Regions from separate parts of the Capra hircus genome. Here region 1 is linked to region 2. The links are chromatin contacts, called in public Hi-C maps. All regions are on one chromosome and are shown on one strand. The core of a region is the stretch at or near the end of the contact, and the rest is flanking DNA. Distances in the headings are between cores, read along the strand shown. Region 1 overlaps CX3CL1 (fractalkine). Region 2 has its middle 4.4 kb from the start of TRNAL-CAG.

Evidence for each region. Hi-C and Micro-C count contacts between places; a contact is called where the count stands out from the background.
Region 1: a contact with region 2 is called in a Hi-C map of blood, with 2.0 times the contacts expected there. The contact joins two enhancer-like sites. A contact is called at or near these places in 3 of 5 Hi-C or Micro-C datasets (all in blood).

What each region holds. Positions count from the first base shown.
Region 1 is chr18:26,748,343-26,754,184 of ARS1.2, forward strand. CX3CL1 (fractalkine) reads left to right here. Exons shown (of 3, transcript XM_018063153.1): 3 at 714-3,904. The coding sequence ends at 1,929. Among named protein-coding and RNA genes, the nearest start is that of CX3CL1, 11 kb to the left of the region's middle. Within about 2 kb of position 2,164, at least 2 of the 5 cell types and tissues checked have an H3K27ac peak or open chromatin away from gene starts, as enhancers often do.
Region 2 is chr18:26,666,850-26,672,972 of ARS1.2, forward strand. No RefSeq gene overlaps it. Among named protein-coding and RNA genes, the nearest start is that of TRNAL-CAG, 4.4 kb to the left of the region's middle. Within about 2 kb of position 3,987, at least 1 of the 5 cell types and tissues checked has an H3K27ac peak or open chromatin away from gene starts, as enhancers often do.

The DNA.
Region 1 (5,842 bases), core at 914-3,413, 80 kb after region 2:
TACACTCTAGGAGAGGAGAGAGGTCCAGAGGTCAGCTTTCAACTGAAGGAGAGGAGGAAGAGGAGGTTATGACATTGAGTCTTTTCACCACCAAGCTTGCCAGTCACACACCTCGTGGCAGAGAACACCTGGGATATCTCCCAATCAGAAAGCTCACAGCGAAGAGCCCCCATCTTCACGTTCATGACATTATGACTTACATTTTTATTATCTTTCTGATCAGGAAGATCCCCTGGAGTAGGAAATGGCAATCCACTCCAGTATGCTTGCCTGGAAAATTCCATGGGCAGAGGAGCCTGGTACATATCAGTCCATGGGGTCGCACAGAGTTGGACATGGCTGAGCAACTGAATTCTCATTCATGCACTCTGAACCAGGTGCTTTACATCTTTAAAATTTTTTTACAATAACACAGAAGCGGGTGACCAACTTGTCCTTGTTTGCCGAAATTTTCACCAAAAGACCCCTTCAGTCCCAGTTTTTCTGGGATGGTTGGTCACCCTGCAGAAGACAGGACTCTTTCCAGTTCTCAATGAGAGCACAGAAGTTCTGTGAGCTGAGCTGCCTTGGTTAAGAAGCTCACAGCTCATAGCTAGTAAGTGGTGGGGACTTGATTTCCAGCCAGGTCGGCTCACCTGCAGAGATTTTGTGTGATGCTCCTACTCCACGTGGCATTTAAGCATCACTGGCTCCCTTGTCTTCCTTCCTTGCAGCCTGAAGACTGTGAAGGGTAAATCATTCTGTGCTGACCCAAAGGAGGAATGGGTCCAGAAAGCCATGAAGCAACTAGACCAGAAGGCTGCTGTGACTCAAAAGAGCGGCACATTCGAGAGGCAAATCGGTGAGGGTGAGCCCAGGACCCCCCTGGGCGCCAGAGAGATGTACTGGTCTGCTGCCTCAGAGGTGAACTTCACAGGCGAAAGCAGTGGTCTAGGGGCAGAGAGTGCCTTGGGGACTTCTCCAGGAGTGGCTGGTTCCATGGGGACCAGGTCCTCCTCCACTTCAAAAGCTCCAGATGGAGGGACTCAGAAAACTGAGCTTATCAACAAGGCTGCCATCACCACCACCACGTCTTGGCAGAGTTCTGCTGCCGACCAACCTGAGGCAGGCCTCTGGACTGAGGGGAAAGCCTCTGAGGCCGCCTCCACCCTGGTCCCCTCCACCCAGACCCTCCCCACCCCAGTCCCCTCCACCCAGGCCCCCTCCACCCAGACCCTCCCCACCCCGGTCCCCTCCACCCAGACCCTCCCCACCCTGGTCCCCTCCACCCAGGCCCCCTCCACCCAGGCCCCCTCCACCCAGACCCTCCCCACCAAGACCCTCCCCACCCAGACCCTCTCCACCCCGGTCTCCTCCACCCAGGCCCTCCCCTCCCTGGTCCCCTCCACCCCGGTCCCCTCCACCCAGGCCCTGACTCTTTCCCACGCTGTCTTAAAGGACAGCAGTGGGCCTGGAAGCCTAACTGTGGGAATCAAGGTACAGGACTCATCAAAGAACTCTCTAGGGTCCAAAGAAACAAGTCCCTCTTCAGCTCACACAGAGGCCTTCCTGGGGTTGGCCACTGTGTCCAGAGTCTTTGAGGTCACTATAGCCTCTGAAGGGACCCCCAGCATGGATGCACTGGCCTCGGGCAGCTGGGCCCCCGAGACTGAGGAGCTCCCCAAGGCCAAGGAGCCCGTTCTCACCACCGCAGGCCCCCAGAGTCTGGGCATCCTTATGACGTCCGTGCCTGACTCCCAGGTGGCCACGCGAAGGCAGGCCGTAGGGCTGTTGGCCTTCCTCGGTCTCCTCTTCTGCCTGGGGGTGGGCATGTTTGCCTACCAGAGACTGCAGAGCTGCCCCCGCAAGATGGTGGGGGATGTGGTGGAAGGGATCTGCTATGTCCCCCGGAGCTGTGGCAGTAACTCATATGTCCTGGTGCCAGTGTGAGATCCCCTCCTGCCTGCGTCCGTCCAGTCATTCAACTCAGCGGCCCGGGGTCCCCCATCCTCACACTTTCCCTCACCCAAGAGCCTGGCCCAAGCTGGGATGGTTGAAGCAAGGAGGAGAGGCCATCTGGGTGGGTCTGCTCCCAGCGCCTGGAGGCCACCCTTGACCATTCATGACCTACTGTGGACAGAGCAGGTGGCCTCCCCAGCTCACTCCAATGTCCCAAGACAAAAAAACGCCCCTCTGCTGTTGGCTGGTTAGAGGGTCCGTTAGATACCATGCCAGCCTCTGTGAACAAGTATTTCCTGAATGCCCGGCCCCTTTAACCCACTTCCCCTGTGTTACCGCGGGCATCCCATTTCGCAAACGAGCCTTGGTCAGGCCTCCCCTGCCCACTGCCCCAGACCTCGTCGCGTCTCTTGGTCCCGCTGCGGTCGCCAGCCACCCCGGCCACCTGCGGTGCTAGTTTTCCATGGGCCCTGTACAGACCCCATGCCCCAGGCGGGGACCTGTCTTTTCTTGCATGAAGTTAGTGTGGTGTTTCCTGGGACTGCTCCCAGCGAAGGTTCTGCCCTTGGGCAGGTATTTTGGGAATGAGAGATGAAGTAATCTGCTGGCTTGGATTCCACCCCCACCCCCCACCTCCGCACCTGTGAAGGAACATTGACTATGAATGTGAAGGCTGGGAGTTTAGTCCCAGGCCCTCACCCATCCATCAAGACATTCATCCCCCTGGTGTCTCATCTGTGAAAGGGAAGAGGGATGGTAGATATGTGGCAATAACGGCTATCCCTGTCAGGTATCACTAGTTGATCCAGAGACCCCTTTCTGCAGACCCTGGATACAGCTTCTCAACCTTCAGCAGTAGAGATGCTCTCAACCATCGATGAGACAGGCACATCCATGGATGCTGTGACCAGGAGGTCCTGCCCCCACCCTACCCCTCCACAACTTGTGACAGCCTACCAGGTCACAAGTGACAGGCTGTAGGAGGAGCAGAGGCCTGCAGGCTCCCAGAAAGGAGCCAGGGAGCAGCCGCAGGCAGTAGCCATGCCCTTTCCTCCGCTTCTTCCTGAAGGACCCGAGTCCAGCATTTTCTCTTTCTTTTCTGTGGCCTGGTTTCCTCTTCCACCTCTCACTCCTTGAAAACACTGTCCTCTGCACTCTGAGTTCTTCCTGCCTCCCCTTCGCCCCCACCACAGGCAGAGCCAGGAATTTCCATAAGATCAGAGTCCACCATGGAAACCTGAGGTTCCCGTGTTTACTTCTGAAAGGGACTCTGTCCTGTGGGGAGAGATGGGCAGGGGAGGGGAAGTTGTGGGCATGACGTCAGAGGTTCCCTTTTAGGCACTGGAGGCTTGGGCAGGACTGGGTGGGGCTGAAGGCTCTCTGGACTGGCCAGCACCCCGCCATCAGAGCTGGACCTGCAAGTCCCACCCTTCAGGGTCTCTGGTGGCAGCTCCCCACCTCCCTCTGATGGTCTCTGAAAGTGTTCTTTGCACTCCACTAGAGGAGCCTCCCACGGGCCAGGCTCTTCCATGTACAAATGGTATGCTCCTTTGCAGATAGATGCTGAGAGAGTGCACAGGCGGCTCTGGTCCAGAGAGAGGGAAGCCAGCTTTCCCTGTCTGCCTGGCCCTCCTCGATGCCCGTGAGGGTCTGGCTCGGGTTGGGGGCACTCTGACCTCAGAGAGGAGGACAGCAGATCTGAATGCACTTTTTGGGTTCTTCTTGATGGGGAACCTTCAAGGGATGGGGCTCCTGTGATGGGGCTCCCACCTGTGATAATGCGGCTGGGGACAACGGTCCCCCTTCCACAGACTTTGTGAGGTCCTCTGGAGAAGGACAGGGATAAAGACAATTTGGGGAGGGCTTTGGAAGGAGTTGGTTGATCATTTTGCTTTTCCAACCCTATCGCCAATGTCTGTGCCATTTTATATTTTACTAATAAAATTGAAAAGTTTTGTGGGTCCAATATAGTTGTTTTTCCTGGGTCAGACTCAGCAATCGGGGCCTCTGGGAAGATGGAACAAAGGAGGAGCCAAGACTCTCTGGGGAAGTGAGACTTCTCCGGTGCACCAGTGGATACGACTCTGTGCTTCTGCTGCAGACAACGCTGGTTCGATCCCTGGCCCTGGGGTCCTGCATGCGGCAGGGCAGTGTGGCCCAAATAAACAAAAGACTCTCTGTGGAGGCACTGGGGACGCCTGGGGCAGAGGGGCAGCAGGAGAAGGGGCCCTGGGAACAGGGGTGAGGACGGCTGAGCCTCTAGCCTCTGCCCAGGTATGTGACATTGGGCATGCGTAAAATCAGGTGAGACTTCACTCTACACCTGAAGTTAACACAACATTGTTAATAACTATACTCCACTATAAGAAATTTAAAAATGTTTTTAAGATTTTAAGAAACCAGGTGGGAGATTTCCAGCAGCTTCCATCCCTGGCAGGAATTAGATTCCCTTATGAAGTCCCCCACCCTGCCCCCTCCCACTGCCCAGGCCTACTAAGCCACCACCTTGAGGGCCTTGGTATCAGCATTAGGGATCTAGTGACCCACGGGAGCAAATGGGGCCACATTTTCCTCTTTACAGCCTCAACTCACTGCTGGTCCAGATAAAGATCAAAGAGGGATTACTTCTCAAGGGACTTGGGTACTCAGAGGTGTGACTCAAGTGTGAACTGCCAGTGCCCAAGGTGGCATCACGAGCGGCTCTGTACAGTTGTGTAGACTGGAAACTGTGCAAATTGCCAAAGGCCAAGTCCAGCTTATTACAGAGTATTGCATCAGTCCTGAATATTCACGGGAGGACTGATGCTGGAGCTGAAGTTCCAATACTTTGGCCACCTGATGCGAAGAGCTGACTCATTCGAAAAGACCCGGATGCTGGCAGGAGGAGAAGGAGAACAAGATGGTTGGGTGGCATCACCCACTCAGCGGACATGAGTTTGGGCAGACTCCAGGGGACAGTGAAGGACAGGGAAGCCTGGCATACTGCAGTCCATGGGGTCTCAAAGATTTGGACACGACTGTGTGAATGAACAAATGATTCCATGGATTCTTAGATACACGTTTCTTTTTTCACATTGTAATACCTTTGGAATCGAGATATGTCTTACAGTCAACAACTTTTCACAGTTTAATTGACAGATCTTTTGTTCTCTACTAGTAGTTTATTAAATATCAGAATGTTTTACATTAGAGGCATTTTAGGTTTGATGTCTACATGGAATTTTTTTTTTTTTAATTAGAGGCAACACTTAAGAAACAGGAAATTACACACACCAGCCCACTTTTCTAGGTTCTCTCAAGTGATTTGGAAGGTCTCAGCCCCACTGTGTGTTGTCGCCCCCAAGATGACAGTGGGTAGGGCCTGAGCCTTGGCTGCCCCTTGAAAAGGAGCAGGCCAGGGTGACAATCCTGGGTTCTCTACCAACCCTTCCACTTCATGGTGCTCCGGATTCCAATGGCCATGTCAACTGCCATTATCATCACCCTTCTCTTGTTTTTCTCATAGAGAGGATATTTTTCTCTGAGCCCAAGTCTTCATCAAAAGTGGGACCAGGAAAGACAGCATATGATGGGCCTTTAATTTTTCTTACGTGCAGCTTCCCTCATTTCACCACCTGCCGAGCCCCACAGACATTTGGCTTTGAAGTTTCTGCAAGAATCTGAGATTGCTGCCTCGCCACTCAGCTTGTGGGATCTTACTTCCCAGACCCAGGATAGGACCCACGCCCCCTGCTGTGGGAGCCCAGAGTCCTAACTATTGGACTACCAGGGAAGTCCCTGCAAATTCTAGTACTGCCCTTAGCAGCACACAATAGCTTTCCTGTTCCACTCCAAGTCCAGTCGGGCTTTTGCGCGCTCCCACATCCAGGAAGGAGCTGGAGGCAAAGTCATATCCCCTCAACAT
Region 2 (6,123 bases), core at 2,737-5,236:
AGCCTCTTTTACCAATGATCAAGAGTGACTAGAGGCTCTCATAGGAAGGGTGGTCAGGGAGGGCCCCTCTCAGAAGACAGTGAGTTCTGAAGGGAGAGACAAGCACAGTCAAAGCCAGGAATAGCAGTGTTCCCTGGGGCGGGGGGTGCATAGCCTGTGCAAAGGTCCTGGGCCAGAGAGGGATTGTGGTCTGTTGAAGAGGCAGCAAGGCCAATGGGACAAGGTTAAGCGTGGGAGGAGGCTGAAGTCCATATCACACAGGGCTGGGGTGCCAGGAAGAGTTTGGATTTTCTTCTGTCTGTGTTGGAGTCACTGGAGTGTTTAAAGCAGGGGAGTAACAAGATTCAGTTGGCCTTTCAAAATGATCCATTTGGCTGATCTACAGAGAATGGATGTGAGAGGCAAGAGGAGAATCAAAAGCCCAGGGAGACAGTCATGGAAAGGAGGAAGAGAGATGACGGTGACTGAGCCAGGGAAGTGGAGATTGCAAAGGGTGGTCAAGTTCAAGATTCAAGGTGTGTTTTGGAGGTATAACTAATTAGCCCTGCTGGCTGGATGGTGTGTGTGTGTGTGTGTGTGTGTGTGTGTGTGAGTGAGTGTTTTGTGTGTGAGTGCCTATACACAAAAAGGTGGAGAGAGGGGGGTGTAGGGATGCAACAGAAAGTTACCAAGATCAGAGGGGTTATCAGACACTCACAACTTCCCTCTGAGGCCAGTGCTTGGACAGGAACCATTAGTTCTGTCCTCCTGCCCCATTTTGCACAGCAGAGAGCTTAGGCTCACACAGGCTGAGTCACTCACCAGGGTCCTCTTTGGGGCAGAAGCTTTGTGGTCATGACCTCTGGAACACTCCCCTCATGCCTTCTACCACCAACCTTTCTAAATGTGTATCCTTTGGAGATAAGAAAACAACGGCAAACCCAGAGCTACAGCCCAAGTCAGTCCCACTCTTCCTGCCCCTCTCCTTGCCTGGCTGGGAGAAGTGCTGATTTGATGAGGGTCAGTGCTGCGGCCCCACTCAGACCTACCTCCTGGGTTTGGGTGGATGGTCAGCTATCTTCCCCTGACACCTTTCAGGTGCTAGATTTGTGGCATGGAAGAGGCCATTTTAGAACCCCATTCCAGGCCCAGATCTCCAAAAACGGGAAAGGGTCACTATTCCTGTTTATCTCATAGTCCCCTTATCAGCAGCCCAGACACCAACGATCAATCCTTGAGGGACCAGCCTCACTCATTTTCTACTCTCGGAAGTTGTCCAGCTGGGGAGAGGAAAGTCCCCTGAGCTCACCCTGGAAAGTCTACTAGCAGCTGGGGAAGTCCCAGGTGACTGTGCTCACCTCTGCTAGGGACAGATGGAGTCAGTCCCCGAGTGGGACCCTGATGCTCAGCCAACCGAGGGGCCTGAAAATTCCAGGGATTTTGGCATCCCTGGAATCTTGGCATATATACCCACCTCTGCCTGGGAAAAGAATGGCAGGAAACTGAATTTTAGTGAATGCCTCCCTTACATCCAATATTTTGCTGAACATTCATAGCATTACCACAATACAGAGTAGCATTACCTCCATTTACAGATGAGGTAAATCAGGCAAAGTAATTTACCCAGAGTCACACAGATAAATGGAGCTTGATTTTTCTGGCTTAATACCCCTCCTTGAGAACTATTCTGAGCTATAACAGTGACTTTTTGTTGTTCAGTTGCTCAGTCTTGCCTGACTCTTAGCAACCCCATGGACTGCAGCATGCTGGGCTTCCCTGTTCATCACCAACTCCTGGAGCTTGTGCGAACTCATGTCCATTGTTGAGTGATGCCATCCAACCATGTCATCCTCTGTTGTATCATTCTCTTCCTGCCTACAATCTTTCCCAGCATCAGGGTCTTTTCTAATGAGTAGGCTCTTTGCATCAGGTGGCCAAAGTATTGGAGTTTCAGCTTCAGCATCAGTCCTTCCAATGAATATTCCTGGTTGATTTCCTTTAGGATTGACTGGTTGGATCTCTTTGCAGTCCAAGAGACTTTCAAGAGTCTTCTCCAACACCACAGTTTGAAAACATCAGTTCTTCAGCAGTCAGCTTTCTTTACAGTTCAAATCTCACATCCATACATGACTACTGGAAAAACAATAGCTTTGACTAGACCTTTGTTGGCAAAGTAATACCTGCTTTTTAATATGCTGTTTAGGTTTGTTATAGCTTTTCTTCCAAGGAGCAAGTGTCTTTTAAATTCATGGCTGCAGTCACCATCTGCAGTGATTTTGGAGCCCCCCAAAATAAAGTCTCTCACTGTTTCCATTGTTACCCCATGTATTTGCCATGAAGTGATGGGCCTGGATGCCATGATTTTCGTTTTTTGAATGTTGAGCTTTAAGCCAGCGTTTTCATTCTCCTCTTTCACTTTCATCAAGAGGCTCTTAGTTCCTCTTCGTTTTCTGCCATAAGGGTGGTGTCATCTGCATATCTGAGGTTATTGATATTTCTCCCGGCAATCTTGATTCCATCTGTGCTTCATTCAGCCAGCATTTTGCATGATAAACTGTACATAGAAGTTAAATAAGCAGGGTAACAATATATAGCCTTGACGTACTCTTTTTCCAATTTGGAACCAGTCCGTTGTTTCATGTCCGATTTTTTTCTTCTTCTTCTTTTTTTTTTTTTTTTCATGTCCAATTTTAACTTTTGCCTATTGACCTGCATACAGATTTCTCAGGAGACAGGTCAGGTGGTCTGGTATTCCCATCTCTTTAAGGATTTTCCACAGTTTGCTGTGATCCACACAGTCAAAGGCTTTGGCATAGTCAATAAAGCAGAAGTAGATATTTCTCTGGTATTCTCTTGCTTTTTCTATTCTCCAACGGATGTTGGCAATTTGATCTCTGGTTCCTCTGTCTTCTCTAAGTCCAGCTTGAACATCTAGAAGTTCATGGTTCACATACTGTTGAAGCCCCACTTAGGGAATTTTGAGCTTTACTTTGCTAGTGTGTGAGATGAGTGCAATTGTGTGGTAGTTTGAACATTCTTTGGCATTGCATTTCTTTGGGATTGAAATGCAAACTGACCTTTTCCAGTCCTATGGCCACTGCTGAGTTTTCCAAATTTTCTGGCATATTGAGTGCAGCATTTTCACAGCATCATCTTTTAGGATTTGAAATAGCTCGGCTGGAATTTTATTACCTCCACTAGCTTTGTTCATAGTGATGCTTCCTAAGGCCTACTTGACTTTGGACTCCCGGATGTCTGGCTCTAGGTGAGTGATCACACCATTATGGTTATCTGGGTCATGAAGATCTTTTTTGTATAGTTCTTCTGTGTATTCTTGCCACCTCTTCTTAATCTCTTCTGCTCCTGTTAGATTCATAACGTTTCTGTCCTTTATGGTGCCCATCTTTGCATTAAATGTTCTCTTGGTATCTCTAATTTTCTTGAAGAGATCTCTAGTCTTTCCCATTCTATTGTTGTTTTCCTCTGTTTCTTTGCATCGATCACTTAGGAAGGCTTAATCTCTCCTTGCTATTTTTTTGGAACTCTGAATTCAGATGGGTATATCTTTCCTTTTCTCCTTTGCCTTTTGCTTCTCTTCTCAGCTATTTGTAAGACCTCCTCAGACAACCATTCTGCCTTTTTGCACTTCTGTTTTTTGAGGATGGTTTTGATCACCACCTCCTGTACAATGTTATGAACCTCCGTCCATAGTTCTTAAGGCCCTCTGTCTACCATATCTAATCCCTGGAATCCATTTGTTACTTTCACCATATAATTGTAAGGGATTTAATTTAGGTCACATCTGTGATAAGTGCTTTATTTACATTGTTTCTTTTTAGAAACAAAGACAGAAAGAAAGCCATGGGGGCTTGCCAACTAAGGTGGCAGGCTGAACTTGGAGACATTATTTTTAGTCCTGTTTTCATTATAGAGGAGACTTAAAAGAAAGGGTAAGCGTTTCCCAGCAAGCCAGTCCAATTGGCAAGGCCAAGTTTTTTGCTTCAGGCTCTGGTTTCTTTGGCCAAGATTCAGCGCCAGTAGTGAATCCCTGCCAAGCCTGGTTTGGGCATCTTGGCCCACTTAGCTGGGAGATCAGGAGTGCAGTTGATGAAGCAGGTGTGGATCTCTGATGGGGTGGGATAGGAACTGCTCAGTCTCTCTGGAGCCAGAGCCAAAGACCCCAGGTTCTCCCTTGGTGTGGAGAGTTGGGCAACCCAGTTCCTGGAATTTGAATGAATCATGTGGACTGTGGTGACCAGAATGCACCAAGGACCAGGAACTCACTTCCAAGTTCTGTAGACTGCTTATCATGTCCCCAAAGCCTTCAGTCTCCCTAGAAAGAGAACCCCAGGAGTGGGGAGACTCCATGGCATAACACTCTAATAAGCAAGGGTTGCAGTGCGCGTGTGGTTGCATAGCCAATTTTAACTCGAAGGAGCGTGACTGAATGTGTCAGCACGTGGATTCTGGAACCGCCTGAGTTCAAATCCTGCTTCTGCTAGCTCTATGACACGGGAGAGTTAGTTAGCCTCTCTGTTCCTCAGTTTTCCAATCTGCAAAATAGATTTAGGAATAGTATCTGCCTCAAAGGTTTGCATAGACGGAAGGGTTAATACGTGTTGGACATTTAGGGTTCATGGAATAGAATAAATGCTTTAAGTGTTAACCCAGAAAAATAAACTAATGTACCACTTCTGCCGCGCTCCAAAACTGCCAAAGTTTTAGTGTTTAATAGCACAACTGACCAAGGGCTGAGATATGAAGTTACCATGTTCGGGAAACATGGAAGGTAGGGGAGGGAAATCACTCTATAAACTAACTCTGTAGTACCAGGTAAGAGGAGGGCCTGCTTGATAATAGAAAACCTGTCTACACATTAGTACACATTAGTGCGCATTAGTTGCAAAAAGCCACCCATCTTCCGTCTTCTCTTGGCTCGTGAAAAGGATGCTGCTGAGTCTGGTTCGGATGGACAAACTTCAGCTCTTCTGTGGGGCAGGGATCTTGTTTTCACCATCCAGCTCTTCCACCCCAGCCCGTGTCATGAGGTCTGTGGTGCTTCTGTCCAGGTCACCAATGTGACTTCTCAGGTCATCAGTTCTTCCAGTGATCCAACTGGACATGGTCTGAATGCGGTATTTTTCTCCAGGTCATCAATACGATTGCCCATGTCATCAATTTTTCTTTTTCAGATTTAAAAAAATGTGGACCATTTAAAAAGTCTTTATTGAGTTTGTTACAACATCGCTTCTGTTTTCAGTCAGTTCAGCTGCTCAGTCGTGTCCAGTTCTTTGCAACCCCATGGACTGCAGCCCACCAGGTTTCCGTGTCCTTCACCATCTCCCAGAGTTTGCTCAAATTCATGTCCACTGAATTGGTGATCCCATCCAACCATCTCATCTTCTGTTTTAAGTTCTGTTTTTTTTTGGCCACGAGGCATGTGGGGATCCCAGCGTCCCAATTAGGGGATCAAACCCACACCTCCCGCATTGGAAGGTGAAGTCTTAACCACTTCACGAGGGAAGGCCCTCACGATGATGTCATCAGTTATTCCAATGATCTGATCAGATACGGTCTGAAATTTATCTTGAATCTGTTGCAGGAGTGCCTGCATTACTGAGGTGAGATCCTGCATGGTCTTGAGGTCATCTCCCCAGTTCCCAGCTTGGCGGTGCTGTCTCAGACCGTCACCTACCATTGGTCATTTCCATTGGTCCCCAGTGTACCATTTATTGCACGCATCTGGTAAACGTGGTGGAGCAAGTTCCCACCTATCAAACTGACGGTGCTGAAGTAGTATCTACGGGGCCATCCCAACAACCACAGTATCCTGTCTGCCCTCTTTGATCCAGCCTTGCTCACCTCTTCCACCTCATCTCCACCTCCAGCTCCCTGCACCCATCTTTCTGTTCCCCCTCAGGCCTTTGCACTTCCTGTTTCCTCCGTGTGGGGCCATCTTCCCCCAGCTCATGCAGGGTTGGCTCCTTTCATCATTCCTGTCAGTATCTGGGTTAAAATGGCCCCCAGACCTCGCATTCACTTTCAGCCTGGCCTCCTTCTGACAGATGCAAAGTCACCGTGCTTATTTGCTGGCTTATTTGATGATCATGCTTCTCTCTCACTAGGCTCTGAGCTCTTATCAAA